2 separate regions of the Bicyclus anynana genome follow, and region 2 is linked to region 1. A link is a contact called in public Hi-C data. All regions are on one chromosome and are shown on one strand. Each heading gives the region's core, a stretch centred on a gene start, on an enhancer-like site or on the middle of the called end of the contact. The rest is flanking DNA. Distances are from core to core; before and after follow the strand shown.

Region 1 (2,632 bases), core at 76-2,575:
TAATCCTTGGGGCAGACTTTAATTTGACTCTAATTAGTTAATATGAATAATGAAGTGTGGTACTAGTAAATAAGACAAGTCCTTTGTGCCTCATACTGCCTGCCAACATTCTGCCAAGCGTCATTGTTATCTTCCGGTCCGAAAGGTACATTTGCCGATAAAATTGCAGGCACTTGGGACTTGAAAAAATTACTTCAAGTTGTTGGATTGGCCAAGCATTGTCAAATCTGTTCCTTGCATACCCTGAAAAGGTTTTCTCTGTTACATGTTAGGGCTTTTCACTTATCATCAGTTGGGATAAATCGAATATTACATCGAAAGGTCATCACGAAATGGAGGCAATTTATAGTTAGTACACTTACTCCTAGTTTCGCTTAATTAGACAGAGCATTCATCAAAATAAATTAAGAATCTTTCATTCTGGCTTCAGTTAACCAATTCGAATGCTTTTATTGAAGCAATTTTGAATAGTCAAGTCTGTCAGTAGGTAGTGACTCTACCACCGATACTACTATCTTACTACCTTTACAATGGCCTAACATATCAAGTTGCCTTATATAGAAAATTTTAGGTTACTAAATACGCGAATTTCTTTCTTATTTATATTAGTTACTTGAAATAATTGAAGGTAAATCCCCAGAGATTATTATCCAAAATTTTAATTACCGTAGAATATGAATTAAGTAATTTTTTTAATTACAAAATAAATAATTATTATATTATTTAATTAAATAATGAAATAAAATTACTGCCATATTCCTGTCACGATAGGTAATGTTCCACCTAGCGAGTTACCTCCTTATTTCAATAAATTAATAATACGAGTAATAGTCCGGTCAGCTATCATGGTCCAAAGTCCATAATTTTACCTACTACATTTTTTTTTTATTATTTGCAAGTTAACCTTTGACTACAATCTCACCTGATGATAAGTGATGATGCAGTCTAAGATGGAAGCGGGCTAACTTGTTAGGAGGAGGATGAAAATCCACACCCCTTTTCGGTTTCTACACTTCATCGTACCGCCACGTAGCCGGTCACGTAGCCGGTAGTCACGGCCGAAGCCTCCCACCAGTCAGACCTAAACCAATTAAGAAAAACTCAATTGGCCCAGCCGGCGATCGAACCCAGGCTCTCCGTTTTGTAAATCCACCGCGCCACAGAGGCCGTCACAACTACTACCTTACTTATGGTGTATGATGGGCTTACGAAGCCTTCATAAAGTGAGGCATGTCAGGCTGTTGCAGGCTCTATGTCCAGTACAAGCTGAAGTCGATCTCTCGGGCGGTTACGCAAGGCGCGTCCGAGTCAGGCGGCACCTTGCTCAATACGTCGACATAACAGATTGCCGGATACCGATCAAATCTGGAGCGCTATTATGTTACTCACTCACTTACTCAGTTGTATACTTTTGTCTTCATAGCGACGGGCGACATCTAGTGGCGGACTTTCGAGTTACGATCTACTGCCAAATTAATTAAAACTTGTCTAATATTATAAAGGCGAAAGTTTGTGTGTAGTTATGTTTGTTCCTCTTTTACGCTGCGGCTACTGAAGCGATTTGGCTGAAATTTGGAATGGAAATAGATTTTACTCTGGATTAACACATAGGCTACTTTTTATCCCGGAAAAATCCATGGTTCCAGCGGGATTTGTGAAAAACTGAATTCCACGCGGACGAAGCCGGGCGTCCGCTAGTTTTAAATAAATACAAATTAAAGTGATAGCATATCAGAGTCCACGCGGGGCATATTGCTGGATTAAACTACATGGTAGCGGATCCCATGATGCTAATAGTGTATTTACTCCAGCGCTGCGGGAACCTATTAGATTTGGTAGATTAAATGATTGTCTATACAATTTCTGCTTTCAGGGTTGGGGGAAAAACTACAGTCTTTAAAGACACTTTTTCGGGAATTTGCTAAATTGCCCCTTTTTTACCCCCTACAGCCTCAGAAACTGACAAATTTTACTTCCTTTTAACATTATTGTAGACTAAGCATTACTAAGCATTTATTTAAACACTTTGACCGCGTGAACTATTTTTTCGGCTTACTTTTTCCACAATTTCCCCATGTTTTTTCCTTTCCTTTATAACATAAAGTTAATTTATTGCACAAACCTACCTAATGTAATGCCGCAGGTGGTGATTTTTATGATATCGAAATTGAGTTACCTACTATAGTTAGCTTAAGTACCTTATTGTATTCTTTCTCAATAAAAAAAAAAACATAAGTAATTAAAAAAATAAAAAACCTACTATAGGTAAATTATTTTTTAATGAAATAGACTCGCGTTCCATTATCTCTTGCGATGGAGATGTGGCATAAGGTGGAAAAGCTTGCCTGAATGATGCCAAATCACCATATCTTTTAGGATTCCCCTCAATAGGTAAAATACAGGAAGGATCACTTTTTACTGTCGAGACCTACAGACTGACATGAGTAACAGTTCAATTAGTTGGTGCACCCTAAAAGCTACTTTTTACAGCTAACATTTGCAATTAGTTCCACCATATCACCATAAGTGAAATGGCTCACTAATACAAACCCATTAAAGTTACAGCGCGCTTCAGTGAGCTAACTCCACTCATTATTTTACAATGAGTGTGACAAATCCAATGTTCCAGCTT
Region 2 (2,632 bases), core at 78-2,577, 58 kb before region 1:
TAACTTGAGTATGTTGAATGTTTATATAAACTATATTTGTTTGTATTTTATTGAGTATATTAGGCCCGTTCCATAGGATGTTACTTGGAGGTTCTTTGTAACGATTTTATATCTGGAATAGTTTCGAATTCGTCTTACTAACTAACTTCTGAGTTTTTTGATGGCTTTAGGTACGCAGTAGCATCAGCCTTCCGAACCGATATTAACATTGCAATCATACTTATCCATTAAACTGCTCGAAAAGTAGGTACTTGTAAACTATAGGTTTAGTTTAAAGTCTGGCAAGTTGATCACCATGATATGCGGGCGACAGGGGGAAACAAGCGCGGGTGTGAAATAGTGCGCGCGGGGAAGTGACGTGCATCAATTGTAGGTTTTTATTCATCGCGACACGCTCCCCCGGCCCGCGCGCAACATCGGGAATGTTACGAACGAAGTTGCCAAGCTATAGTTGAAATTAGTAAAATGAGTGTTCAAAAAAATCGGGATTTTTTTAAACTGCAGACTTAGGGTCTTGTGACTCAGACGTATGTTTACGGGTCTTTGAGACTCACAATCTTCATATTTTTTACTGTTTGTGACTTTTTCATCCGATTGAGGCTTTCAATATTTTTTATTGTGTCTCATGTTATTTTATATTGTTACAGACAAGATGGCAGCGAAGGACTTCCGGTCGGAGCGAGTGAAGCAGATGTTTAGTTGGACAACAGCGTGGGTACCTTTGATTGCTTAATTTGTATTGTCTGTTCACGTTTATCTCCGAAACTAGTAAATTTTCGAATTGACATTGATCTCAACAAATTAACTATTAGATTTGATTAGAAAATAGCTATTAGACTTCTCTTCTATTTATAGGTTGGCTAATTATGTTGTGACATTCGACGTGTTACGGATTTTTTAAAAAAGTTAATTTCTTGCGGATTAAGTCACTCGTACAGCTTACTAATTATTAAAATCAGTTATATTGAAAACAGAAAAACATATTTTTTTTAAACTGGAGATTTTTGCTTTTATTTGTTTTTTCATCGAGGTACATACTTTTGAAAACTTTATGAACCAATTGACAAAAACAAAAAAAAATAACAAAAAAGTATTTTTATTGTTACCGAGCTCATGATATTATAATCGTAAGCTATCTATATTAACTACTTAGAGCTATTAAATCTAGATTTTATTTTGGTTTTAGTTGGGCTATAGAGTAAATTTCAATATAGATAATATCTACTATAGATTATTCTTGCGGTATGTCACGTGTATGATATACCAACAGACATAACATGGTATGACGCAAGCGTTATAAGATGCTGACCCGAGGTGACGTAAGAGCTACTTTCGCGTGTACACGACAACCTGATGATAGAGCCTAGTAACCTAGATGTGTGAAATCTTTCACGCAATATTCAACTTTAATAGCTTGTTTTAAAATTTAAGTGCTTCAATTTTCAATTTCTTATGTACTTTGATCAGCGCCATCTATTGACGGATGCTTGAGTTACTACACCAAGATGACGTTACGTGCGAACGCCACCTATTGAATATGTACTGTACTGGGACGCGAAGGATACTGTTTTTTATTAGTTAATGTTTTGATCTGTTGCTAGATGGCGCTAGATGTTTTAAATAACTATTTACTTTTGAACTTATATTATAATTGAGTACAAAAGAAATAGAATAATAATTAATAATAATTATTTACAGTATTCATTATTACTCAAGTTCAGTTTTAAATGTTTTTATGATGGATATAAGAAATATTTTAAGTTTAAAGTAATATTACATAGCTTTTTATAAACTAATAATAAAAAGTTCACCGTATCTACTAAACCGATTTTTAAAATTCTTTTACACTAGAAAGCCACATTATTAATGACAATGATAAACATCCCTGTATTCTCACGGGAACGGGAAATACGCGGGATAAACCGCGGGGCGTAGGCTAGTATAATAAACATAATTTAAACTTACTTTATGGTAGTAAGTAATGTAGGTACCTACAATGTGAGTAATTTTGTTTGAGAAGTAAGTACCTACCTTTAATTTATTTTTATTAAAGTCCATTTATACAGGATGTGCGGAAGACATAATTTTAATACCTACGTATTAAAGAAAAATCAGTTAATATTAAAAGATTGTAGGTACCTTAAGCTTTTTTTATGTATTTTAACCTTTTTATAGGTACATTTTATTCAAGACAACCTACGTAAATTCAAATAATCCAGGGTTTTTCATTCACTACTAAAAGGTTCTCAAACTCCCAGGAATTCGCCACTTAACGTAATGTGGTTATGATGACACAATAAATAAACAACTACCTATCTGAATAAAAACACAAAATTGTGTTTTTATTTTTACCTTTTGTAACAACAACAACATACGTAAGAGTGTATTTTCACACTTATGTCCTGATAAAAACGAAATATAGCAATCAACTTGACGCTGCTCAGTGGAGTTGCTAAATTCGGATCACTATTTGCGGTGCTTATATAGGCACGTGACATATATATAGTAGAAAATCTTTGGTGATAAGCCTCATTTGCCTGCAATTATACCGGAAGTCGGAACTCAGCAATGCTGCGTGCCGGCGGGAAGAAGCATGCCGGTAGAACTTCTCCGGGTGACCTCTGTTTAGGTC

The links. Hi-C and Micro-C count contacts between places; a contact is called where the count stands out from the background.
Region 2: a Hi-C map of whole body shows a contact between it and region 1, with 2.8 times the contacts expected there. The contact joins two enhancer-like sites. A contact is called at or near these places in 2 of 2 Hi-C or Micro-C datasets (whole body and whole larva).

Annotation. Positions count from the first base shown.
Region 1 is chr24:838,909-841,540 of ilBicAnyn1.1, reverse strand. All of the region lies in intron 6 of LOC112050296 (ABC transporter G family member 23), which reads left to right. Among protein-coding and RNA genes, the nearest start is that of LOC112050298, 23 kb to the right of the region's middle. Within about 2 kb of position 1,325, at least 8 of the 8 cell types and tissues checked have open chromatin away from gene starts, as enhancers often do.
Region 2 is chr24:896,771-899,402 of ilBicAnyn1.1, reverse strand. It overlaps LOC112050296 (ABC transporter G family member 23), which reads left to right. Exons shown (of 16, transcript XM_024088529.2): 2 at 648-711. The coding sequence starts at 653. Among protein-coding and RNA genes, the nearest start is that of LOC112050296, 26 kb to the left of the region's middle. Within about 2 kb of position 1,327, at least 8 of the 8 cell types and tissues checked have open chromatin away from gene starts, as enhancers often do.